Regions from separate parts of the Mus musculus genome. Here regions 1, 2, 3, 4, 6 and 7 are each linked to region 5. A link is a contact called in public HiCAR-type and promoter capture Hi-C data. All regions are on one chromosome and are shown on one strand. The core of a region is the stretch at or near the end of the contact, and the rest is flanking DNA. Distances in the headings are between cores, read along the strand shown. Region 1 holds the start of Bmp15 (bone morphogenetic protein 15). Region 2 holds the start of Suv39h1 (suppressor of variegation 3-9 1). Region 3 holds the start of Ebp (phenylalkylamine Ca2+ antagonist (emopamil) binding protein). Region 4 holds the start of Wdr13 (WD repeat domain 13). Region 5 holds the start of Clcn5 (chloride channel, voltage-sensitive 5). Region 6 holds the start of Ftsj1 (FtsJ RNA methyltransferase homolog 1 (E. coli)). Region 7 holds the start of Shroom4 (shroom family member 4).

Region 1 (3,756 bases), core at 554-3,053, 1.0 Mb before region 5:
TAAGACTACAGATATTGTTGTTTCAGAGTCTGTTTGATATCTGTGTCTGTCAATTACTACTGGGCAGCATTAAAGCTTCCGTTTCTTCTCCTATAAATGATTATACCACCAACCTCCTCTCATAGTGGTATTAAAACTGATATTTGCAAAGTCATTTTTCAGTGCCTGATGCACATAAAGTTAATAGTAAGGCATAGTTAGGAAAATATTGGTTATTTTATTTGGAAAGAAAGTGAATCCTGTTTGTTAGTAGCTTGCAGAGCAGTGAAAGCCCCACACTGAGCTCATCAAGTTGCCAAGAACTCATTGAAGCTGATGGCTGTCTGTATTCGCTAGAGAGCTCTGTACTATAGGAGTCTGGGGAGAATATCTAGTTCAGATACTCAGAATAGAGCATGATGTGGCTAACTAAATACACGTGGGACTGTGGAACCAAAATCCCAAAGATGTGCCATGAACCAAATTGAAAAAGTGGTTGATACAAGGGTGGTGGCATATAGTGCATTCAGAATGAGAGTCTAGAGTTTAAATCTCTCATCTCAGCCAGCCACTGTCTGCAGAATACTTGCAAGTTACTTTTAATTTCACTGTACCTTTTTCTTATCTTTAAAATTAAGCTGATGATTACCCCATGACAGCAAATGGTAGTGCCTGTCATTAGGATGAAATACAGTAATAGGGGGTGATAGGGTCATGCATGAACCTTCAGATGATTGCTTGTTTCTGTCCTGTCTGAGGCCACACGAGTTTTCCTAGCTCAGTAGCACTCAGTCTTTGTCTTCAAAGAGCACCCACCCCCATAAATAGACCTCCACAAGAATGCAGCTGGGTATTTCTTAATTAGTTTAAGAGGTATAACAATTTGTAAAATACAGTACTTAGCTGCCCTGTGGCCGGGAAAATATTGCTCAGTAGGACCTCAGGCATTTTTTTTCTCTCATGGTGTGGCTTGAACCAGAAATTGGCTTGGGACCAACTTTGAAATCTTACAACCCTTTGAAAACCATGCTTGACCAACCAGTCTGCTCACTAATCGAAAACAACACACCAAAACTCCTTTCCATCTACACATCTCCCCCCTTTTCTCCCCTATAGGGTTGTATGGGGGTGTAAAAACTCACCTCTGGGAGGCCTTACTGTGTTGGCCGACGGCTTTACCAGCCTCACCATTTTCGCTCCAATCGTGCGGTTCTCCCTTGGATGGCCATGCGGGTCAGCCGAACGATGGTATAACTTGAGCATGTACCTCAGGGGATAGCCTTGGGGCCATTGCTTCATCTCCTTGCCAGGGGCTTCTTTGGCCAGATCCAAAATTGAGGGCAATGTAGGGTCGTCAGCAAGGAGGGCGGTGGAGGGCCACCCTGGCTTTGCCATTTGGACCCTCTGTTCCATAAAAAGCACCACTCCCCACAAAAGAATTCTAAGAATTGTGAGAAGGGCCATCTTGCAAAGCTTGGTGCTTTTCAGCAGATTCCTAACCAAGTCCAAAGAACATCAGTCTGACCTCTTCCACATCCTGGTTTAACAAATACCAAAGACGGGGCAAGAAATAAAAAGAAACGCCGACTGGCAGACCCTATCTTACTTCCTGTGGGAGAATCTTCTGGGCCAAAGCGAGTCTCCTGACTAGGCTTCTTGGCATGAAAACAAACAGAAAAAGCAAGTGGGACAAGGCAGCATGCCCTTCCCACTCCCCACTGGTGGGAAGTACACAGCAGTTCTCAGACAGGCTAAAGTAACCGAGGAGAAGAGGCCCATTCCAGGAACCTGGCCTGCACCCAATCTAATAGGTTAAAAGGAAGCAGCTTTACCCTGAGCTGCCACAGATTTAAAGGCAATCCCTCAATCAGGCCTTAAAGGGATAGAGGCCTCCTGTTCCCATCCAACTTGTAGACCTCTTAGTGAAGCATTTCACAGAAATGTGGTGAAACGACGAGGGATGGTTATTAATAATATAAACTGAAATCTGCAAAGGGGGACTGGGAGTGGAGTGAAATAACATTTGGAATGTAAATAAATAAAATAATTATTGATGCTGCTGCTGATGATGATGATAAAACCCATAAAAAAGAATGTAAACTCCTGTTTCCAGCCTCTTTCACACACAATGTGGGGATAAGGTCTCAACAGGTACTCCAAAAGGTTTATTGAAACACTAGAATGTGAAAATCATGGTGTGGGTGTGTCTACTTGAGCTTCAAGAAGAGTCCCTGCCAGTAGTTCTCAATACTTTTGGCTATGCATTGAAATCAGCTGAGCAGCTTCAACACTTCTGCTTCTCTGGATATCATTCCTGGGGATTCTGCTGTAATGGGTCTGAGATGTTACCAGGCCGGGAGAATTTTTTTTTTTTTTTTTTTTGGTAAGTTCACAGGTGCTTGTAATAATGTACTTCAATTTGAGAACTCCAACTTCGAATTTTCTGGTTTACGGTGGGAAAGGCTGAGTAGGTCTCCCCTGAGAAACCCAAGGCGATGGAAGATGAATTTGTGGGAGCATGTCTGAGCTCGATGCCTAATGGGAGGCAACAGGGCTAGGCCAGTTGGTTTAAGTTGCCCTGGGCAACAGTTATATTGAAAGAGGTGGTAGGTTATGGACTTACTGCCCCCACTCTGTTGGTGGTTTGGTGAGAACATGAGGGCAAGTCCTGAGTGTGGTGAGTCAGGCCTGACTTGCGGGAGACACCTCATACTGTGAGGTCTAGGAAGAGGCAACATTATCATGCAAGAAGCATTGGCTGTCTTTTAATTGGATGTCGTTATTTGGGGTTTTTGCTTGTTTGTTTCTCTTTGACTTTTACAAACCAGAGGTCAAAGGTTTCATCCTTTTTTGAGTCCTACTATGCCACGAATTCATAGAGTGCAGGTTCCAGCAGCAGTTGGTTCTCCTCAAATGTGCTTTTGTCTCGGTAGATCAGACTACAACTTCAGGTGAACACAGGTTACTTGCTCTTTTGGCTTTCTAGTTGAAGATTGTTCTTTGGGGTTTGGATAACATACAAAATCATGGGTTTCATTGTGCTATCTCCTACATGTATGTCACTATACTTTGCTCATATGTAAACCCCCTTGAATCTCCTCCAACAGGTAGTCTGCCCTAGGCTCTCAAATCATGAGGAAAATGTGATATTTATCTTTCCATTTTCCCTCATTACCATGTCTTGTTTCCCCCACCTCTTCATCTCTTTCTATGCTCTGCATATGAAAAAAATAATAAAGATGATGTTGAAGTCTGACTTATTTCTCTTAATATGATGGTCTCTAGTTCATGTATTTTCCTCCAAAGGCCATACTTTTGCTCCTTTTAAAAAAGATTTATTTTAAATTATGTGTACGTACAGGTGAGTACAGGGACTCACAGAAGCCAGAAGGGAAAATTACAGAAGGTTGTGAGCCTTCCAACACATGTGCTGAGAACTGATGGGATTCCTCTGGAAGAGCAGTGCACGTTCTTAAGCACTAAGTTATCTTTCCAGCCCCACCATTGATCTTCTTTACGTCCAGATAAAATGTGTGTGTGTGTGTTCACAGATATATCACATTTTCTTTATCCATTCAACTGTTGATGGACATTTGTGACTCTCTTTCCTGGCCATTTATTTTTCTTCATAAATTTCAAGAACCTTGGCTTTTATGGTACTTCATATGTCCAGCATGCAACTTAATTTTTTCTTGACAATAATATCGCCCTTACCATGCTCGTTTATAAAAATGCCTATATCATAGTTTTCCTTGTGAAGCACCTGGGCCATTCAGT
Region 2 (3,921 bases), core at 1,408-3,907, 760 kb after region 5:
CTTGTTCTCTGAGAAAGCCACTTTATTTCCCTCCCTGTAAAATGGAAATAAGAGGGTCAATTCATTCTATTTCCCCCCAGGAAGAATCAGAGGAGAAAAATCCTCTTTGCAAACAGATGTGGGGTTGGTGGAGAAGAGGGTCCCCTGCCAGTGTAGTATCTGTCTTTCTCTCTCTCTCTCTCTCTCTCTCTCTCTACACACACACTCACACCAGACTTACACGGATCTTCTTATAATCACACAGGTATTCAACTTCAAAGTCATACAGATTCTTCTTAGAAACACCAAGGGCAGGACAAGAAAGCTTGGCTAGTCGGCACAGGTCCTGCAGTTGATTCCAAGAAGATTTACAGCACACACTGCAACCTAGAATGAGAAGGCCAAAGACTCACAAAAATGTAATCGACGGGCCTTACCCAAAGCTAAGATCCTCTGCAACAGGAAGTGCCAATTCCTTGAACCCTAATGCTCAATTCTCAGGGCAACACCTGGAAATAAGCCTACACACCAGGAAGCATCAACCTGTCTTTCCCTGCACATGGAAGGGTCCAGTTCTCCTATCAGAGGACCTATGCCCTCATCTGGGAGAATCTTCTACTCCAAACTCTGGCCCCCTAACTCTGGAATGGCAAGGATGAAGTGGCGCTTGTAGCAATGGGCCCGTCCATAAAGGGATCCACTGGCAGAACATCCAAGGCCTTAAGCTGCCTGCAGACTTACCTTCGGTCAGAGCCTTAAGCAATGCTCTTTGCACTTTGCAAAAGACTGGGGTGCGTTAACTAAGAGAGTCAGGGTAGGACAAAAATCCCTAGGGCAACAAACAGAGGTGTTGCTATAAAGTCTTCACTTATCTGAAACTCCTGGGCCACTGGATTTTGGAATTCAAACATTTGGGAATTTTACACAAGTAATTTTAGGCGAATTCCTGGCATAGGACATTAAGCCATCTATACTCAAAACACATTAACAGCAAACACATCTATAGCAAAAGCCTTGATTTTTCACATTAAATATTCTCACTGAATAATTTCACTTTTAAAAATCCCTTGCCATGATTAGTGACACATTTAAGAAAGACTTTTATTTCAAAGGACTTTAGGTTTTGTAATTATAAAGATTGTAGAAAGATATTACATTAAACTGGGCATAGTGGTGCATACCTTTAGACCCAGGAAAGGCAGAGACAAGCTGATCTCTGAGTTCTAGGACAGCCGTAGTCTGTCTCAAGGAAAAAAAAAATCCCTGTCTCGGGGGTGAAAAGTACAACTCAATTCGAAGGGATCTGCTCTCAATTCAGGAACATGTAAACAATACATGTGGTAGGTAAGCCCCGACAATGACTCTTGGTCACCAAAATTATTGTTCAAGAGAAGCGGATTTAAAGTATACACATTTTTTTGCTTCAGAGCACATCCCTTCTTCAACGTAATTTTAGAAGCCATTTTTAAAAAATCAAAATATGTCACAAAACCACTTGATGCTAGGTGTATGCTGTCAGTAGCCAATGCCATCTTTTAAGGATGGTTTTTTTCTCCTCCCATCATACGACTCAAATCTAAAACAATCCTAATAAGATGCTCTAGATGGTAACCTAAGAACACACAAACACTTCAAAAGAAAAAAAGATCACTGCGTACATATACACTGATCCTTTTTTATCCAAGGCCCAGCAGAGACTAATCCCTCTCCTCCGAGGCCTCTCGGTTCCCGGAGCCTCTAACCTGCGTCTGGAACGCCTTTGAAAGCCCCAAGAAGTGGCCTGCAAATACCATTTGCAGTGCCAGCAGCCGCACTCCTCCCCACCGCAGCTCCGGCTCACACTTGTGGAATCTCTTCTCAGCGCTCTACTCGAGGCCGAGGAGCCCGCCCAGCACGCACAAGTCACCCCTCTTTTCCTGCACATGGAGGAGCCGAGCCCTCCTCTCACCGAGGCCCCCCCACCAAGTCCCGCTTTCCGGGGAGACTCGTCTACCCGAAAACCCTGCCCCCATCTCGCCTCGATCCCTTTCCCACCTAGAGTCGCCGGCTCCCCCATTTTGAGAAGGGGGTCCGTTCCACTTCTTCCTCCCCTTCCGGCGTCTCCCGTGGAAACCGAAAGGGTAACGGTCACTGAGAGCCGCCTTTTCCCGCGCGTGGCCGCAACCTTCTCCTTCAGGACTCTCTCTCACGCGCGTAGGCGCGCCGGCCAGCCGCGCGCGGCCGAGAAACCCCGCGCGCGGCCTGCGCAGCCCCGCGCCCCCCGCGGCCGAAGCACGCGCCCCCTCCCCTCAGCCCCGCCCTGCCCGCGCGCCGGGCCCGCGCTCTCGGCCCCCACGTTTGCCGCGCCGGCCTTCCAGCTCCAGGCTCCGTAGCTCCGGACGCCTGGCCTGGAGCCCCGGCCACCTTCCCTCCATTCTACTCGGCCGGGCCAGTAGCTCGCGTCTCTAGCACCACAGCTTCACCTTTTAAATTTTCCGCCATCTTTCTCCACAGCTAACAACATTCGGGCCTAACCGGCCTCGCGAGAAGAGAGCGCGCGCGGGCGTGGCCGGGGACGCGCAGTCGATTGGCCGCTCCTCGCCGCTCGCAGCTCCGGCTCGGACCAACCGCGGAGCTGTGCCTGGACTCCTCCCGTCACCAGGAGTGGTCTCGAGAGCCCGTGCTCGCTGCCTTTATTCAGAGTGCGCCTGCGCAGTAGCAAAGCTTGCCTTTGCTCCAGGACCCGCCCCTTGTCAGTCATATTGCTAGCCAATCGCGGCGTCAGCCAGTCATAAAGGGCTTGTTTTGTGCAACCCCAATTCTGCCAGTCATTTATTTTAACCTCGCGCAGGCATTCACTGCCAGGGTGGACCTAGAGCCATATATATAGGTGCTCAGCCAGTCACCTGATTGAAATAAATAATAAGTCGGTCGCCGCCATCAGATGTCCGTTTCCATCACTCGCTTCTTCATTCACACTCAGTCAATAGTAGCATCCATCTGTGCCCTGCAGCCGTCTGAGTTCATAGAAGCACAACCCTTGTCAGGCAGCCTGCTATTCCCTCAAACTGTCCCCATCACATTGTTAGCCAGGCAGCCCTTTCTCCATCTTCCTTGAAGGAGACGTCTCAAACTCCAATGGCCACCCATGTCCCGAAGTGGACTGGGATTAGGTCAGGACAAATTATTGTCAGCACCCATGTAAGAGCCACACCCAGCGACAAAGTGCTGGAGGAGGGAGACAGGAGCCCCAAGCTTGCTCTTAGAGGACAGAACCCATTCCTGTAAGCTGTCCTCTGTTCACACCTGCACTTTGGTAGGTGTATACACACATACCCCAAATAAATTTAATATTAAAAAAAATACAATGAGATCAATCAAGGATGATGCTTACCATTGACCTTTGACCTACATATGTGTCTGCATACACACATACACACACCCAATAAATGTAATAAGAATTAAAAAGAAAATGGATCACAATCAAGGGAGATGCCTGCTGTTGACCTCTAGCCTACATATGTGTATGCACACGTACACAGTCCACAGTAACACGCACATATACCAGAAGAGTTAGAAAGAGCCAGGATTTCGCAAAGTGCAATTATTACAGATTTACAGACGTATTCATATCTCTAGTGTCAACAAGACATGAGAAACCCTATACTGCACAGCAGGAGGACAGAGTTACGTGCTACACAAACTTCAATGTGGCCCATCAATTATTTTTCTAAATCCATTTCACTAAATATCAGCTTAAAGTAATTTGGGCATCAGTAGTTATCATGAAATGCTTCCCTGACTTATCTTTTTTTTTTTTTTAGATTTTCTTTTTTTTTCCTTTTTTTAAAAATTGGTTATTTTATGTATTTACATTTCAAATGTTAAACCTTTTCCCTATTTTCCCCCTGGAAACCTCCTATCCCATCCTCCATCCTCCCTGCTTCTATGAGGGTGCTCCCC
Region 3 (3,787 bases), core at 629-3,128, 870 kb after region 5:
TTCCTTTTTTTTTTTCTTTTCTTTTGTTTTTGGTTTTTTCAAGACAGGGTTTCTCTTTATAGCTCTGACTGTCCTGGAGCTCACTTTGTAGACCAGGCTGGCCTCGAACTCAGAAATCCACCTGCCTCTGCCTCCCAAGTGCTGGGATTAAAGGCGTGCGCCACCACCTCCCGGCTCACACTTTCCTTAATATTTCCACTCAGTTATATAACACTGCATGGTAGCACATACCTGAAATCCCAACATTCTGCGGGGCGAAGCTGAAGCATTGCCATAGCTAGCCTGGTCTACCTAGAAAGTTCGGGGAAGCTGGGCATGGTGGCGCAGGTCTTTAATCCCAGCACTTGGGAGGCAGAAAGTTCAGGGTAGCCAGAACTAAATAGCAAGATACTACATTCAAACAAACTTAGACATTAAGTAGCTTCCAAGACCTCCAAGTCAGATAAAGAGCTTCTGCTGGGTGCCTAGGTGCATTCCTTTCCTTTGTCAAGTGCAGCAGAAACTCTCTAACTTTGCTTCATTGTGATACCCCCTATCGTTTTTTTCTGACACAGCGGGTTTCAAGGCCGCTGGTACACCTAGGCAGAGGCTCCTGAGGCTCTAAAGAGGAATCATCAGATTGTACTGCCAGCATCATCGAGTTGTACTTCTGGTTGCTAGTCACAGAGTATGATCACAGTCTGGTGGGCGAGTCACTGTCAACAAGCCAGGTCCTAGCACTTTGGGGCTCAGTTTGTTGGAAAGACACAGGAATGTAGTCGGGGTGCACTGCAGGGTCCAGTGGCTGAGATTTAACTGGACGCTACTCCCACCCGCAGGGGGCTGCAGAGATGAGGAATCAGAGCTGCGGCCCCAAGCACCACGTTTCAAAAGCAAGAGTCCAGGCAATTAGTGTGCCACCCTGCAACAAGCTAGAAGTAGCAAAAGCAGGGGTCTCACGGGCGGCGCTAACCAAGAGAAAGGAAAACAAAGCCCAGAGACCACCAATCACAACCAGAACCCTCCACTGTAGCTGCCCAACGAGAGGGCGAGTCTTCCGTCGTCTGGACAACCGATTTAGGGCCCGGGTCCCGCGCAAGCGCAGGGTAGGGCAGGACTCGCAGGCAAACCGCTGTCGTGGAGGGTCTGGGCACGTGGAGGGGCTCGGACAAGCTGGCTGGCACTCACCCCAGGCGGCGCGATCGCAGGGCGACTTCCTAACACAGGCTTGCGACTTTCCAGGAAGACCTGCAGGCTCCCTAATAGCCCCAGTTCCGCTCAGCTCTAGCGCTTCCCCGCCCGATGGAGCGGACCAATAGTGAAGTGGAGAAGGTGGCTTCTGCCAATAGGAGTCCTCCGAATGTCGCAGGCCCTGTCCTCGCCTATGGTGTCATCTTCCCTGTTGGCTGAGACCAAGTCAGGAGTAGGGTGGAGACCTCCAAGGTCTGTGGGCGCTTTCTCCCGATAGCAAATCTATGCTATTCTGAGCTTCAATTTCCCTGCCCTCTTATCAATCGCACAAGATGAGGCTGAAATTTGAAACCCTCAACATTTGCTAGTGACCGGAGTTGCGTGGTCTTCTAAGTTTTCTAGGCAACCAATCAGTTCCCGGACCCATTCTTAGCCCAAATGCAGAGAATACGACAGGTGGATTACATTCAGTACAAACAAACCTAGCGCCCACCAGAGCTCAGAACTCTCCAGTCCTAACAGCATCGGTCACCTTCAAACCCTCACTCCTGCTGAGCAGTTGGTGTAGACTCTCAACAGTGCCAGTTCTTAAAAGCCAAACAGAAGGCATGACGGTAAACAAGTTGGCAAACAGACCTCGTCAGCATTTAGTCAGAATATTGATCATCTCAAACTGTCATTTTAATTATTACCTACGGACCAGTAGGCATCAACCCTTCTTCTGTCTTGCCCTACCCCGCCCCGTTCGAATCTGACGAACCAATCAGTACAGGGATCCCCCAGTTTTCCATGAAGTATTACTAAGCCTCCCCCACAAAATCTGTCCCTGCTCTACGCAAGCAGGACCAGGACCCCGCCATCATAGACTCATTAGCCAATCACAGACCATGTTGAATTCATCGCGAATAGATCACAATTTTATTTTCCCTCTCCACGATTTTCAGTTTCCAAACCTTTATGTGTGGTGGAATTTCTTTGCTTTCCCTTTTTCCCCTCTGATCAGTGAAAAAAAAAAAAAAAAACAAAAAACCAAAAAACCGAGCCTGTTGTGTAAGTTCTACTTTTATTCGACAATAACAAACTGCATATAAAAAAGGGAGACGGCAGGCGCAGAGGCCCTGGATCTGCTCCTGTCTGCTTTCCCAAGTATCCATCGTTCCTTGGCCCAATAAGGACCACCCCCTTCCTGCCTGGTGGCGGGGTGAGGATTGACAGGCATAGAAAGTTGTGTGTGTTCCTATGTTGTGTGGAGGGGTGTTGGGGGTCAAGAATGGATAAGGGAAAAGGAGTAGAGAAAGGGTCTTTTCTCATCCCCCATCAGAGTTGGCACCCTAAGGAGGGGTATTGAAGGGGATTATGATGGTCATATGCCTCAGCCTATGAGACGGTAGAAGATCCAGCATCCAAAAGTGACCCAGTGACTGGCCCAGCTGAGCTCTGACCACTTGTGGACAGTGTATGCCATGCCGTAGCCCTGTGGGAGAGAAACAAGTCATGATTTTGAAATTCAACAAGGACAGTGAGTCTCCGGAAAACCCATCTCTTGCCCAGGGATCTTTGGTATTTCATATTCCTGAGTAAAAGAAGGGTCTAGGTGCTTATCAAGGGTGACCAGATACAGTTTGGTTTCTTCTTCTTTAAAGATCATTTTAAGGGGCTGAGTATACAGCTTGATGGGAGGGTCTACATGGGGAGGCCCCAGGTTTTGATTTCCAGCACACCAAAAAGAGTTATTTTAAAAATATGTTGGATGTGGTGGGTCATGCTGATCCCTGAGGTCGTTTGTATATGAGACCACTAGAAATCTGAGTGTCTACCAATACAGGACAAAGTAAACCCTGACAAATTCTTGCAATGAAAAAAAAAAAAAAGGAAGACTGTGTACTTAAAAAATTGGGGGAAGCCAGACGTGGTGATGCACACCTTTAGTCCCAGCACTTAGCACTTGGGAGGCAGGCCGATTTCTGAGTTCGAGGCCAGCTTGGTCTACAGAGTGAGTTCTAGGACAGCCAGGGCTACACAGAGAAACCCTGTCTCAAGGGGAAAGAAATTAAAATATAGAGTGTATGTTTTTGATATGCTTTGAGGAAGTGGGTTAATAGAATAAAATTGAATGTGTGCACATTTTGCAGTGAGTCTCTACAATACTTACTTTTTTGGTTTGTTTTAGGGGTGCTAAAGATCACATTCCAAGCATGGCAGGCAGACAAAGGCTCTACCACTGAGCTATACTCCCAGCCTTAAAGTCTTTTTTTTCAAGGCAGGGTTTGTGTGTGTGTGTGTGTGTGTGTGTGTGTGTGTGTGTGTGTGTGTGTAGCCCTGGTTGGCCTGAAGCTTACTATGTAGACCAGGCTGGCCTCAAACTCACAGAAATCCACCTGCCTCTGCCTCCTGAGTGCTGGGAGTAAAATCATGTACTACCACAGCCAGAACTAAAATGTTTTAAGAAGTGGTAAAGCCTGACATGGTGGTGTGCGCCTATAATGTCGATTTGGGAGGCTGAAACAAAGAGCAACGTTTTCTCTAAAAAGAAACCAAAGTGGGCTTGACGGCTGACTCTCGTAATCTTTCTTTTTCTCAAGACAGCGTTTCTCGGTGTGGCCTTGGCTGTCCAGTA
Region 4 (3,413 bases), core at 383-2,882, 810 kb after region 5:
TGTCTGCTTATCAATGTTCATTGACTTGGCTTCTCTATTCCCTTTTAGTCCTCTACTGACCTGGAACAGTACTTTGTACATCACTGATGTTTGACCAAAAACTATGGTGACTACAGAGGCAGGGGAGATACATGGCGGGTGGTGCAGCTAGGAGCTCACCTCCATTCGATCAAGGGTTGTTCGGCTGCTGCGGACAATGCTGTTGCTATAGGCACGAGCACTGCCTGGTTCTGAGAGTGGCCCGTACCGTTGGCCCAATAGCTGGCCCCGTAGCCTCAGGTACTGCCGACGCAATGCTGGGGGGTGACCAGCTTTGGCATTCTCCCGAAGCAGCTGGCTGCGCCGGCGGATATACTGGGTCCGAAACTGTGGAAACGTTGGTGTACGGTAGGCGTTGTACCTGTGGGGTCCAGGAGGCAGGGCAGGCAGCAGGCACAGGACAGAGGGAATAAATCAGCTCGAGGTGGTACAAGGTTTGGCAGTGACTGGGATGGTAAGAGTGAACAAGAGCAGCAAAGGGGGATTTCTCTTGGGATTGTGATGGGGGGCAATTATGCAATAATTAGTGGTTATGATGAAAAGATCACTCTAGCGACAATATAGTCAATTTGCAGCTCTGTTGGGGTCAGTCTGGGCCAGCTGTAATATCAGTCTAGCATGATGACATACGTCAGATTGGTAATGTACAACAATGGAGGTTAGGGTCAGATAACGGTAGAGGTTAGTATGGGGTAGCAATTGTAATAATAGTAGGGTAGTGATATCGAGAAAAGTTGGGGAAGAGGATAAGCAATGAGGGACTAGATAGGAAGTCACCAGCCTGACTTCCACTACCCACTCAAAGACAGTCTGCGCATGTCCATTTCAAACCGCATTTTCCCAGCATGCTCTTTAGAACCGGCTCCAGCCCAGGCCACTTAACCGCAGGACTATCCCACACCAAGCTACTGCGCATGCTCACGCAGCCGCACCAGCCAACTTCTCCGCCCAGCTGCACTTATCGCCATTGCTCATGCACCACAGTAAGTTCCTCTCCCATGGGCTCCAACCCCACGCCTCACCTCGCGTCCACTGCTAATACTTGCTGCCACACCGCGGCCATTCCCTGGCTTCCTTCTTTGGTTTGTCTGCCTGCGGGAGCCTGCAGGGCAAGGGCTTGGAATGTCAGCGTCCCAGGCAGAGAAAATCTAGTTCCGCCCACCAGGTGACAGTTGCCATAGACACGAAGTCCCTCCACACAGGTGATGTCGCGAAATCCCACTGGGTCGTTAGCGTGGTCATCACCCCAGCCCTGCCTTTCCTGGGCAGCACTCCGGTGACTCACAGCAGCAGTTCAGACATGACCCCGCCCTCTCCAGTTGCCGTAGCAACGCCCCTCCCCCCCATAGCAAGTCTTGTTTGACATTCCCCACCCATCAAGCCTTCTGCCCTCCGCCTTCCCTTTTCTAGTCCTAGAGCATAGCTCAGGATCCAGGACCACCTCCGGGGCTACCCCTAGCTCTTGAGGCGCCCCCCCCCCCCGGCGACCCTGAGCCCAGTGTCACCGGTTCCTTCTCTCTCTTCTCCCTGTCTCAAGCTCCAGGCAAGATGGCTGCCTGCAACGAGAAAGAGCTGCGGAGCACAGAGCAAATCGATAGGAACCTTTCCCGGGGCGTGGGAGCCTCGCAGGCGCATTAAAGGACTGTAGTTTCCCATACAAGGACCGAGGCTCCACCCCTTGAGTTCTATTCATTTCCCTCTTGACACCTTTTGTATACACAGGGATAATGTACTGTGATCAGAAGGACAAGAATGCGTGTGCCAACCACTAGCTAAAAATCAGAAATAAGACTTTCTCATGAAAGTGGTTTAGGCTGCTTCTTAGCAGCACACATTTGGCCAGGCAAATAAAATATATGCAGAGACTGACTCCTGGAACATTCTCTAGTTCCTAGCGCAGTGATGAATCTCTAAACACCTATGCGATGGGAAGAATCCATGTGTATCTTCACTGGGACTAACTGGACTTGAATGGTTACCCCTAGGAAACTTGAGTATCTTAATAAAAATATGCAATTAGGAAAACAAGCTTTGGGGCTGTGACCTAAGGAAAGGAAAGTATCCCAATCGTCTGTTATATTCACCTTAAGCTAGAATTTGTATCTTGAGTATTCCTCTCAGTGTCAAAAACAGAAATTCCAAGGTTGAAATTCAAGATGTTTAGTCTAGCATAATGGTAATCCTAGAAGAGGGTGATGTAGGGGATAGAGTGGCAGGAGGATCATGAGTTCGAATGCAGTCTGGCCTATGTAGTCAAATCCAGGACTACATCCTGGACTACATACTTTAAATAGCAAGCAAGCGCCGGGCGTGGTGGCGCACGCCTTTAATCCCAGCACTTGGGAGGCAGAGGCAGGCGGATTTCTGAGTTCAAGGCCAGCCTGGTCTACAAAGTGAGTTCCAGGACAGCCAGGGCTATACAGAGAAACCCTGTGTCAAAAAAAGAAAAGAAAAAAAAGCAAGCAAGCAGGATGGAGATAGCTCAGGGCTGAAAATCAAGCCAGGAACTGAAGCAGAGATCATGGAGGAACACTGCTTATCGGCTTGCTTCTCAAGGCTTGCTGTAGCCTGCTTCTTCAACCCAGACTCACCTGCCCACAACAGTTATTAGGCAAGAAAATGCCCCTGCAGGTATCCCCATAGGACAGTCTGATAGAGACTCAGTTAAGGGTCCTTCTTTCCAAGTGACCATAACTTGTGTCAAGCTGACAAAAAACTAACCATCAACTAAATAATGTCTTTTTAGGTTGCCTGAAGTGAGGAATAAAAAATAGGTAAGTGAATCCTATTGGTATCTCCTCTGTCACCCTATCAGTGTTTTAAAATATCCCCTGCAATATAGCTTAAAAAGAATAAATTATTTCTTGGCACAAACATGTAGCCTTAACAAGACCCTAAGTATTCATCGGATAGAGTGCTGGACACTGTTTAAGTAGCTTGCATGCATTAATCTAATTTCTTATTGTACAGGGGATAGGACCCAGGGCCTTAGACATCCTAGGCCAGCCAGTACCTTTTGTTTTAAAAACGACGTGTCATGTAACCCAGGCTGCCTTCCAACTCATTATGTTACAGAGGATAACTGAGCTGGTCCTCCTGTCTCTACTGCCTAGGTATTGGATCATCACAAGTGTCCTTTATTGTTTTTTGTTTGAGACAAAGTCTTAATTAGGCCAGGCTGACCTTCAGCTGGATACGCAGTTGAGAGTGGCCTTGAATTTCTCACCCTTCCTTCTGTTTTTATCTCCCCAGTGCTGGAATTAAAAACTTGTCACCAGGCTCCAGTTTTTTGTTTTGAGACTTTCTTGCTAAATTTTCCAGACTGGCCTAGACTTTGTGATCCTCCCGTCTTAACCTTCCAAGTAGCCAGGACT
Region 5 (3,404 bases), core at 896-3,395:
TGAATAAAGTATTAAAATAAACCTTACAGACAAAAAAGGGAGCGTAATAAAAAGTAAGAAGCGATGATACCAGTTTGGGGAGGGGGGGACTGGCTCTTCCGTTCCACTTTATTTTATACTTTCCTCGTTTTGCAAAATTCCTATCGTGAACATATTCTATTGTTTGTATAATGAGGGAATGAGTCAAGGACAAAGAAAAACATAAAACTAGAATATTAATATTAATACAATCAAAGTAAGTTAGCTAACTCCCAGAGATGCATTTTCAAACCCAAAGCTGTTGAGAAGGCTCCTCAGTTAAAAAGAGCTTGGCGCTCAAGGCTGACTTCAATCCCAAGAATTCCAGTAAAGATGGGAAGAAAGAAGTGACTATATAAAGCTAAGCTCCCACCCATGAGCATGCGTGCGCGCACACACACACACACACACACACACACATACACACACACACACACACAACGGTATTGATCAATTTGGAATTTTTAAATTCAGTCTCAAAACAATAGTTTCCAGTTATATGACAGGAGTTAGAAAGCAAAGGAAAAATTAACGGGTGTGATTACCAGTTTGGGAGGGGGTGTCTTAGTTTGGTTTGGAAGTTTCATATATTAAGCACCCAGTACATTTAAACAAGTTTTTTAATAATTTATTTCCCTCATTGGGCATAAAAGCTAATTTGTATTTTTTTCCAGAAAGGCCCTCACCTTTTTGTCCTGAGGTGAATTCCTACTTCCATTGATTTTTACATAACCAACGTGTGCAACTCTGAAGTGGGAAAGCTAAAGCCCAAACGCTTAAGGCTAATACTAGTTGGAGAATAGTGTTGGCCCTCTTTAATGACCTCTTTTTCTTTAAAGAACAAAAAGGGTTCGTGTGTGCGCCAGTCCTCAAAACTCCAACAAAGACTGGGCTTTGGATGAGGAGAGGCTCCTGAAATCCAAGAAAAAGAGAGCTTAAACTCTAAGGATGAATTCACCAGGGAAAAGTGCTCCAATGAGTTTACCTGGAACATGGCTCAGTTTAAGTCGACTCCCCATCCCCCTCCTATTTTACTGTTAAGAAGTACTTACTGATCAGCACGTCGTGGAACAAGGGGAAATTTAACAGCTCTGAAATTCAACCCGGGAAATTACTAATACATTTATGAAGTATGTGTAAAGGGGAGTCTCACTGGTTTTTAATGCTTCACCTTCTGGCTTTCCCCTCATTTACTCGGCGCAGCTTCCACTGACGTTATCACAGGGCCACCCGTCCAACTTCAGTCAACTGATTTGTTCTGAAACGTTCATAAAGGTAAAAAGCACGTCAAAGTTAAGCTAAAGCTAAAGCTTTCTTTCCATTACTTGGAAAGGAGCTGGAGCGCGGGGCTCCAACCTCTGGAAGCAGCAGCTTAAGCGCATTGGGCGGCAAAGGGCGAAAACGCACACCAACTTCTTCGCCCAGACCGTCTGGACTGCACTTCGCTAAGAAGCCCTAGAAACCTGTGGCGGGTCCAAAGCAGGAGCAAGCCGAACCTGGCCTCGGCTGCGCTTTCCCAGCGAACGCCGCCCCAGCCCTGTCCTCTGGAGAAGCGACGCGGGCAGCCAAGCTCCCCGCTTTCAAAGCTGGGTGGGCTTGGCGCCGCTTGGCAAGGAAACTTCGATCGGCAGCCTGGGGACCCTGCTCCCCAGAACAGGGCTGGGCTGCCGAGGAGATGCCGCCCCGCTCTGGCAGGAACCAGGCTGTCCACCACCTCCTTCAGTGGCGGCCGGGCAGAGGGAACGCCAGCTCCGGGGACCGCGGTGGCAGGCGAGCGTTCTTCCCTGCTCGCCGTACCGGGGGGCTCCTCGGGTGGGCCGGCGGCCGGTGAGCCGGGAAGGACCTGTTGGGGAAGGGAAGCCCATTTGCCTTTACCTGTCACCGAGGTCCGGCGCGGCGGAGCCCGTGTCCACCGGCGGTGGGCAGCGCGCTCAGTCGGCTCTGGCGTTCCACACGGCGAGTAGAGCTAGCGCCCCACGTAGCCGGCAGAGCTTCATTCACACAGCCCAGCCGGGAGGAGGGGGAGCGGAGCGGGAGCGAGGCTCATGTGACAGGCGCCTTGGAGTATTAGCTCTGCCAAGACGGCGTCTGCGCATGCGCGCCACGGAGGGCCCGCTCCAGGCACCTCGGGCCGGCCAGGGGGGAAAGCGCCACCGAGAAGCAGCAGCTGGGAGGAGCTTCGGCATGCGCAACCGCAATAGGGTAGTCGGGCTTGCAGCCATATTTAATGAGGACTGGGCGGATCCAACCCAAATGCGGGGCGTGTCAGTTGCATTTGGGGGAAAAAAAAAGCAATGCTCCCTTCGGTTTCATTGTTTGCAGATTGCCTACCTTGGTTTTGCTTTTGTCTTTAGAACAAACTGTTTATCCTGAGTATCTTGCCCACAGCGGACATCAGACCACAAATTTAAGCCTCCCTTATGCCAGGCATTGTTCTGGCTAATATACTTTATTCGTTTCATTTAATGCTCACAAGAACTCATGAAGAGTGTGTCATTATCCGTTTTCCCTCATAAAAATACAGAGGCTCAGAAAGGTTACATAGCTTTTCCAATCTCACACTGTAGTAGCAATAAGAATAGTGATCAAATACAGTAGTGCTTGCAGGGGCCAATTTAATCCAACACAGGGAAATCTATACTGCAGTTACTTATAGGTATTATTGCCAATTTAATCATTGTCAAGCGAAAACTCAAGGTGACATATACTTCTAATCCCGATTCTTTGAGGTTGAAGGCAGGAGAATCGATGCGAGGTCATCCTAGGCTATATTGTAAGTTTGAAGGCAGGATGCTGTCTCAAAAACAGACAAACAAAACACAAAATAAAGCTCAGATTCCAACTGAGGTCTCTCTGTCTCCAAAGCCATTCCGAATAATTAGAAGAACTATCCTATCCTTGTGAGGAATGAACAGGTTATACAAATGGAGTGCAGCTATTAATTTATTGCAAGAACTAAGATTGGAATCCACATCATCAACACAAGTAATCTACCTAGAAGCCAAGTATTCAAATTCAAAATCCACTGTAGTAAATAGTATTTTTTTTTCTTGCAACAGGGACTCACTATTTAGCCTTGGATGCCTGAAACTCACCATGTAAACTAAACTGGCCTTGGGATCACAGATACTCAGCTGCTTCTGCCTCCCAAGCGCTGGGATTGTAGACCTGTGCCACACCCGTAGACTTTTTTTTTCTTTGAGAAGTTTATACAAGTATACAATAAACTATAATCTTATACGCTTCCATTTGCTCCCTCCAATTCTCCCCAAGAAATCCATATTTCCCCCAACACCTCCCCTCATAATTTCAAATTTCTTGTGTTAGTAACCCAATAAATCCAGTTAGTGCTGCCCATATTTGCAAGAGTGTGGGACCATTCGACA
Region 6 (3,724 bases), core at 295-2,794, 930 kb after region 5:
AGCCCCCAGATTAGGCACCTTTGAAGAGTTGGAATTCCTCATCCAGTTGCAGGAGCTTGAAAGCGCTTCGGGCCCGCCAGCCATTCTCCTTGGCCAGGCGGTAGTAGACATCCCGTTTATCCTTAGATGTCCGTCCCATCTCAGTCTGCTGGCAGACAGTGTGTGCTGATGCTGTCCTGCGCAGGTCAAAGAAAACAAAGTACAGCTAACTGAGTTCATGGGTCCCACACGACAGTCAGCTCATTCAACACATGGAACCCGAAGCCCAGGACCTTATCATGAACTCTCAGGCCCTTTTTCTGATCACATTTAGGTCCCCATCTCTGAGGGACATCACAGACTCCACAGTTAACTGACAGAGGACCCACTACTGACTCTGCTCTCTTCCAACTACTGTCACGGACACACTACACAAGTAATCTCTCTCGCAACCATTTTCTCTGCCCATTTCATCTCTATCAACACCTGACCGTCTCTAGTTATTTCCATTATCTTTAGAGTCACAGAACCCTACTACTCCCTCCATTAAGTCCTTGCTTTTCACACCTATTACCCGACACAACCTCATTCCATCTCCCATAGCCTAATCTCTCTCTCTCTCTCTCCACTCTGCAGTCCACCAATTCCATCATAGATTAAGCTTCCAGTCATTAGTTACTACCACCTTAATCCCCACTAATGCCTGGAGGACCATGACCTGTTAGGGCTCCATTACACCAATTTACCAGCTCCATTAACTCAGCCCTCCAACCAACCTCTCAAAGATCACACGAGTGGCCTTTGGGATCCTTTGCATCAATACAAAGATTACCTCTGTCACTCATATAGCTTCTATTTTGTCTTTCGTCACTGACCCCATTAGTTTAGCACTCTGCCTACGCACCTGTTATTCTCTCCAGAACCTCACCAATACGATTACTATGTAAACTGCCAAATAGCCACCACTTTTATTATTAGCCTTCATTAATTTTCCAGCAGACACAGCACCACGAGTGTAATACCTTCAAGACCCATCTTTTAGTAACATCCCTAAGACCATCTGCAGAGCCTCAAAGACCATCAGCCCATCAGAACCGCCAAATACCCTTCAAGTCGGCCCAGCAGATAGCAGATCAGTTGTGTAGCTCTATGCTGCACCCCGTTCGAGTTCACCTAACAATCTAGTTCCCTGCTCTAGGCAAGCTTCTCGGGGCTTGACTGAACTATGCAGCTGCAGTACCGAGAGTGAATCCCCTCATCCCGAGTTGGAGACAGGGCAGGCATGCCTCCAGTCTCGGTCCCTTTCAAGTCATCAGTGCCCTAGGACCTACCTCAGCTCTTGGATACAGAGCGTGGCTGTTCACCAGCCTCGAGAACAGTTTGCAAACTGAAAATTACAGACTCCAGTTGGTGTTCGGAGTGGACCCGAAGGCCTGTCGTACACGCCTAGAGGTTGTCGCCACGCGGTAAAGTTTGCTTTGTAAAACAGTTCAGTTCCACGGAGATCCAGACCGGAGCACAACGTATGACGTTAGTCTCGTCATCTTGTGTCGACATATCCCGGTCACAGGAACTTCAGTTCCCAGAATGCAACTGACATCGTCTGGCCAATAGTTTTGCAAGGCTTGTGAACCGGCTCTTTGTTCTTTGTTTCAAGGCCAGGGTCCTATAGCTGCGATCCGGAGCAAGATCCTGAGTTCTCGGCTAGTCTGGCTACACGGAGAGACCTTGACGTGGGAAACTTCCACCCCTCCCCCATCGCCCGCTCACTCAGACAAGATAACTTACTTGGCCGCCTTTTCCCTTTTACATCGGGACGGTTATTTAACCTATGTACTACATTTCCCAAAATTCAGCGGGCACGACCACGCCCATTTTTCTTTAAGTCTGGAGGGAAAGGAAATTACGCAAAGGGGGTGGAGCGTGACCACGCGAAGTGAAAAGTCTGTTGCGAAAGCAAGCTAACCTGGAGGCTACGGCGAGCAATTTTGAATTTTACTACCGGGAAGCTACCGCATACGATTTGCAATTTTGAATCCTACTTCTACCGGTTGACTGAAGTGCTTTCAATTTTGCCACCTTAGAACTTTAGTTTCCTCATCTGAAAAGAAGGGATAATCACCTATCTAGAATTCACGGTGTTAATCGGATGCACATCCTTTTCTAATTGTATATTTTCCAAATACTTTTTAATACATTTTAACCACCACCACTGCCCTCACCGCCTCCACCCGCACCACTGAAAAGCATGTCTACGGATTTGCGAGACGCACTGAGTAGAGGCTCTTGCCGCCAAATCTGACCACCCAAGTTCGATTCCCCATACACAAGGTCATGGATGGAAGAAGACTGATTCCTGCAAGTTGTCCTTTGATCCCCAACATGCGCACTTGTCACGCGCCCCCTCCCCCAAATAAATAAATAAATAAATAAATAAATAAATAAATAAACGGACGAACGAACGAATGAATAAATACATGTATGAATGAATAAAAGTTTTGTATTTTTTGTTTTTCCTTTTTCCTTCCTTCTCTCTCTTTCTTTCTTTCTTTCTTTCTTTCTTTCTTTCTTTCTTTCTTTCTTCCTTTCTTCCTTTCTTCCTTTCTTCCTTTCTTCCTTTCTTCCTTCCTTCCTTCCTTCCTTCCTTCCTTCCTTCCTTCCTTTCTTTCTTTCTTTTTGTTTTTTGTTTTTTGTTTTTTCGAGACAGGGTTTCTCTGTATAGCCCTGGCTGTCCTGGAACTCACTCTGTAGATCAGGCTGGCTTCGAACTCAGAGATCTGCCTGTCTTTGCCTCCCAAGTGCTGGGATTAAAGGCGTGCACCACCACTGCCCGGCGAATAAAAGTTTAAAGCATATATGCATGTATGAATATGTATATGTTCTTTAAAAATTCATTTTCTGAAGTGCTGAATTCAAATCCCAACAACCACTGAGCCATCTCTCCAGCCCCTATGTATGTGTTCTTGTGTGTGTGCTCATGTCATGACCTAGTGCATGAAACACAATAATTGAAAGTATTTACTGTGTATTAGGCACTATTCTAGTGCTCTCAGCAATGCGCTGGTAAATGGTTAACTGGCTTCTGGCAGGGTAGGGGATTGGGCCTGTTTGTAGCATTTGTTAGTTTCCATGGTTTACATATTATCTATCATCTGGTCAGATTTTAAGTCACCCATGTGTAGTCTAAACACAGGTGCAGCAGGACATCATTATGTATTAATTCGACCATACAAAAAGAGAAATGGCTTCAAGAACATAGGAAATGAATGCGATATAGTCAGATAACTGGGAAGTGATACATTTTGAGTATCTATTATGCATAAAAATCCTATCCACTTAATCGTTAAGTTCACAGTATTATTTTTCTTTCTCTTCCTCTCCCCATGGTTTCAACATAGGTCAAGCTGATCTCCAACCCACAAACCACTCCCCACCTGCCAAGTGCTGAGGTTTCAGCTTTTCCCACCCTAGTGTTCTGAATTTCTTATTTTATTTCTTTGAGACAGGTTCTCAGAGAGTTACTATGTAGCTCTGGGTGTCCTAGAACTCATTATGTAGTCCAGGCTAGCTTCAAATTCGCAGAGATCTGTTTGCCTCTGCCTTCTTAATGCTGAGATTAATCAGCATTTCATTTTAAAGATCAATTTAATTTTATATGTATGAGTGTTCTTTTTCTACATGTATATGCAGAAAACATGCACGTCTGCAGCTTAAGGAGTTCAGGAGGTGTCAGACCCTGGAATTG
Region 7 (3,636 bases), core at 805-3,304, 920 kb before region 5:
AAGTCAGAGCTTGTTAGCAAAAGTTTACAGATGAAGAAAATAAGACGGCAAAGGCTTAGCTCAGTGATTTGTTCAAGGCCACCTTTCTAATTAGTGACAAGGCCAGGGCTCAGAAGTATGTCTCCTGCTCACAAATACCTTCAGGTCTTAGACAACCAAATTCTGATAGTCCTCGGGTAGTGAGCATACATACTGCAAATGGAACTTTACAGACTGTTAACATGCTAACTGCTGAGTTGCACTAAGTTACAGTCAGAACTGTTGCTCAGTTTCAAAGTGAGATAGAGCAAATACAGTACAGCTTCAGTTGAGACACAACTTAAAAACCAACAAGTTGGGGCTGGGGATATAATTCAGTGACAAGAGTGACTGTCTAGCATTCTTAAGAGGCACTGGTTGCACTACTTAGCACTGCACTCATACACGCACACACACACACACACACACACACATACACACGTCAAGTTATTTTAGTCTCTAGTATAAAGACATTAATCCCAAATGAGGGGTGAGGGGATACATCTCAAGACAGAGCACTTGCTTGTCATGAACAAGGCCCGAGGTTCTATCCTTAGTGCCAAAAATCAATTCAAAAAAGGAATCAGCAAGTTGAGATGGCATTTTCTGATTCCTAGTAACATGATCATGGTTTTTCTAAGGTTTGTGTAAATGTTTGATTATGGCTTCTTATCTCTAAGGACGTCTGGCTGATTATAAACATCCAAATGACCATTATGAGAAAATTCCTTGACATAGAACAGGCAGCAGGATGCTTAAGACCCCTTGAGGAAGTGGGAGCAGAGAGTGAACATCTGAACTGTGGAAAGCTTCTATGGAAGGAAGGGACCAGATAGTGTTTGCTGTCATGAGGAAGAAAGGGCATGCGCATGGGAAAGGATACTCAAAAGCAAGACACAGTAAGAATGTCCTGTTGACTCAGCCTTGGCTTGTCAACACTTTCCCTACTAGTGTGAAGCCCTTTAAAAAGCCACTTCCCACTTGTGGCTGCAGAGAAAACACCTCCTGAGAGGGGAGATAAACTGCTTAGGTCAAGGCTGAGAACTCAGCACATGTTGAAGTAAAACATGTATCTCTTAAAGACTATTTCTGTAGCTGTTAGGGCTATTCTAAAAGCCAGAGGAATAGGCTCAACCAAGAACAGAGGACTGGATAGGTTTCAGACCCCATGTATAAGCGGATTCATCCAAAAGGCACACTATTAATTGGCCAGCTTATCAGTGGGTGTTCTTTCGAGTATCTTTGTTTTGGGCTTGTCCTAACTTTGTAGATCCCTGGGTTGGCCATCTCCATGAAGTAAGTGCAAGGCACTGTCAGGACTCCCAGATGACTGGAACACACACACTCACAGTACTCCCATAGACACCAGTAGGCAGCTAGCTTGTGGCTGAGCCTGGGCAGGGGACATCCTCACTTCTCCTTTATTTAAACTATGTTCCTAGGTAATGTTTATGACTCCACATAACTAGTGTGTACAGGAAGCAGTCTACATGCACAACCCCACTGTGTTTGCTGGTCCTGGGTGTATATCACTTTTCACCCCTGTAGGCAAGGCACCTTGTAAGCACCCCTCCCCCCAACCCCTCAGGACTTGGGTCTCAGCACCCTCAGAAGAAAAAGGCAGTCCGAGAGACATGAAGGCTCTAGTCAGAAAAGTGCACTCAGCCACGAGGGCCCATGCACACTGACTTACACCTCGGTTCGCTCGGGCTGAAGGAGGGGCGGGTAGCTCCGCAGTAAAGAGGAGGACCAAAGAGGGGGCCTACTTGAATGAAACAATGTAACAGTTGATGTGAGGCCTCGCCTTGCTCCCACTTCTCAGCGATCCTATAGGCGAGGTCGCAGTGCCTGCCCCTCCCCATTGCTCCGTTTTCTTGTCCATTAAGCACCATCCCTCCGCCTCTCTTTCCTTCTTTTCTTTTTTCCCCCTTCTCCTTCCCCCTCCCTCTCCCCCTCTCTCCAGCTCCGTGTCATTTCCTCCTAGAGCTCACAAGCTGCCTGAGAGTCTCCAGCCGGGAGAGTAGGCGGAGCGGGGCGGGGCGGCGCGGCGCGGCGCAGGAGGACGATGGTGGCTGAGCTGCTGGGGGCGGAGGCTCCGTAGCCCCCGCGGAAAAGGAGCCCGGCGGCGCCTGCCCAGCCCGAGCCGAGGATGGAGAGCCGGCCGGGGTCCTTCCAGTACGTCCCGGTGCAGCTGCAAGGGGGGGCGCCCTGGGGCTTCACCCTCAAGGGGGGCTTGGAGCACTGCGAGCCGCTCACGGTGTCGAAGGTAAGGAGCGGTGGCTCGCTCCTCACGGCGTCCAACTTTTGAATGGGCTAGCGGGTGCGCAGAGTGCGCGGGGTGCGGGCCTCAGCCCCACTTGGCGACTTGGCCAGCCGGAGCCCGAGGGGCTGCAGCCACACGGAGGGGAGGTCCTGCGGCCGAAGCAGACTGCAGCCAAGTGTGCGGCCGGAGGATGGGAGCCGAGGCGCCCGGCCCCCGCCGGAGCTTTGCGTGCAGTCACACTCCCGGGGCACCGGGGCAGCCTCGCTCCCCCCCCCCCCCCACGGCGAGGCGGCCACTCACCTCCGTGTGGGCTGCAGGAAATGGCGGCTGCTGGGGGTTCTCCTTGCTTTGGAGGCCCCTGAGCCCGGCAGGACAGCGAGGGGCTGAGGGCACGGGCGGGGGCGCTCCGGGCGGGCTCTCCCGGCTCTCCCTGTGGCTGTCCCGCCCGAGGCAGGTTGCTGGGCTGGGGTCTGGCGCGGAGCTGCTGGCGAGGCATCGCTGGGTTTTCCGCAACCTCTCTTCCCACAGCCCGGACGCGTACACTCGGGTTCAGAGCTGAGGCGTTGCTGCTGCCGGTTCCCCCTCGGCCTTTCCCTCCCTCCCGAGTCGTGCCCCGCGCCAGAGAGATTTCTTGCACGCTGCGAAGTGTGGAGGGAACTTTTGTGCCTTGGAGCACAGCTGTGCTGAAGCGGCCACTAGAGTCGCTTTGATTTAAGAGCCTGTGATCAGCTGGAACTAAGTTGCAGCGAAGAGGCCAGGGGAGAGAAGCACTCCTAAGAGTTCTGGGACCCCAAACCCAGGCTTCTCCAGTGAGCGTGAGGGTGGAGGATGGGGGCGGGGGCGGTGGGGGGGAACAGTTGGAGATGTTACTGGGAAGAGTGGCTTGTAAGGCTGCTCACCTTGGAGCACAAGATTGCCAGGTGGAGGGACTTCATGAACTTTAACCCACTTTTCTTACTTCTCTTACAAACTCAGTTCGCTAGTGAGCCATTGCAATGCGTGGGGAAAGCAGTTGCGATTGTAGATGGAGATTCTGGCTGGGGGGGGTGGTTGGAAAAGATCTAGCTTTTTAAAGTACAAGTGAAGCTATAGGGGTTCTTTTTGTTTCCCATGTTAACATAGCAGCTGAGCTCTGAAAGTTACTCCCCTCCCCTCACCCACCCCCCACCGCATAACAATCTATGCTATGGAACTCCATGCTCTGGAATGGCTTTGCTAGCTAACTTGTGTGTCTTTAAGGTGTTGGGACAACGCGTTGCTCATGTGTGAACCAGTCAGCTCAGACTGTCTGAAGGTGTATTGAGGCAACATTTTGAGGGGATTGGCCGGGACCTCGAAGAGGAGCTTTGGCCTCC

The links. Promoter capture Hi-C pulls out the DNA fragments that hold promoters and counts their contacts. HiCAR-type assays count read pairs that join an accessible place to other places. Capture Hi-C pulls out chosen DNA fragments and counts their contacts.
Region 1: a promoter capture Hi-C map of stem cell-derived epiblast-like cells shows a contact between it and region 5, with 3 times the contacts expected there. The contact joins the promoter of Bmp15 here to the promoter of Clcn5 in region 5. A contact is called at or near these places in 6 of 39 promoter capture datasets (the 3T3-L1 cell line, cranial neural crest, frontonasal cranial neural crest and 2 more).
Region 2: a promoter capture Hi-C map of neural stem cells shows a contact between it and region 5. The contact joins the promoter of Suv39h1 here to the promoter of Clcn5 in region 5. A contact is called at or near these places in 8 of 39 promoter capture datasets (the 3T3-L1 cell line, cranial neural crest, frontonasal cranial neural crest and 4 more), 1 of 484 Hi-C or Micro-C datasets (uterus) and 1 of 9 other capture datasets (liver).
Region 3: a contact with region 5 is called in a promoter capture Hi-C map of liver, with 3 times the contacts expected there. The contact joins the promoter of Ebp here to the promoter of Clcn5 in region 5. A contact is called at or near these places in 1 of 39 promoter capture datasets (pre-B cells), 2 of 484 Hi-C or Micro-C datasets (CD4 T cells and CD8 T cells) and 2 of 9 other capture datasets (adipose tissue and liver).
Region 4: a promoter capture Hi-C map of pre-B cells shows a contact between it and region 5, with 4 times the contacts expected there. The contact joins the promoter of Wdr13 here to the promoter of Clcn5 in region 5. A contact is called at or near these places in 2 of 39 promoter capture datasets (liver and pre-B cells), 1 of 115 datasets of contacts at active chromatin or transcription factors (memory CD8 T cells) and 1 of 9 other capture datasets (adipose tissue).
Region 6: a promoter capture Hi-C map of pre-B cells shows a contact between it and region 5, with 7 times the contacts expected there. The contact joins the promoter of Ftsj1 here to the promoter of Clcn5 in region 5. A contact is called at or near these places in 4 of 39 promoter capture datasets (the C10 cell line, liver and pre-B cells), 1 of 484 Hi-C or Micro-C datasets (CD4 T cells) and 2 of 9 other capture datasets (adipose tissue and liver).
Region 7: a contact with region 5 is called in a HiCAR-type map of astrocytes, with 4 times the contacts expected there. The contact joins the promoter of Shroom4 here to the promoter of Clcn5 in region 5. A contact is called at or near these places in 1 of 39 promoter capture datasets (hippocampal neurons) and 2 of 115 datasets of contacts at active chromatin or transcription factors (astrocytes and stem cell-derived neural progenitor cells).

Annotation. Positions count from the first base shown.
Region 1 is chrX:6,318,921-6,322,676 of GRCm38.p6, forward strand. It overlaps Bmp15 (bone morphogenetic protein 15), which reads right to left and starts at 1,804. Exons shown (of 2, transcript NM_009757.5): 1 at 1,122-1,804. The coding sequence starts at 1,443.
Region 2 is chrX:8,072,103-8,076,023 of GRCm38.p6, forward strand. It overlaps Suv39h1 (suppressor of variegation 3-9 1), which reads right to left and starts at 2,658. Exons shown (of 6, transcript NM_011514.2): 1 at 2,442-2,658; 2 at 221-366. The coding sequence starts at 2,460.
Region 3 is chrX:8,191,634-8,195,420 of GRCm38.p6, forward strand. It overlaps Ebp (phenylalkylamine Ca2+ antagonist (emopamil) binding protein), which reads right to left and starts at 1,879. Exons shown (of 5, transcript NM_007898.3): 1 at 1,168-1,879. Porcn (porcupine O-acyltransferase) reads right to left here. Exons shown (of 15, transcript NM_023638.4): 15 at 2,213-2,644. The coding sequence ends at 2,543.
Region 4 is chrX:8,131,226-8,134,638 of GRCm38.p6, forward strand. Wdr13 (WD repeat domain 13) reads right to left here and starts at 1,633. Exons shown (of 9, transcript NM_026137.5): 1 at 1,062-1,633; 2 at 160-400. The coding sequence starts at 1,102.
Region 5 is chrX:7,317,213-7,320,616 of GRCm38.p6, forward strand. Clcn5 (chloride channel, voltage-sensitive 5) reads right to left here and starts at 2,146. Exons shown (of 14, transcript NM_001243762.1): 1 at 1,894-2,146.
Region 6 is chrX:8,250,862-8,254,585 of GRCm38.p6, forward strand. It overlaps Ftsj1 (FtsJ RNA methyltransferase homolog 1 (E. coli)), which reads right to left and starts at 1,545. Exons shown (of 13, transcript NM_001290430.1): 1 at 1,311-1,545; 2 at 19-176. The coding sequence starts at 139.
Region 7 is chrX:6,397,978-6,401,613 of GRCm38.p6, forward strand. Shroom4 (shroom family member 4) reads left to right here and starts at 2,055. Exons shown (of 9, transcript NM_001040459.2): 1 at 2,055-2,284. The coding sequence starts at 2,168.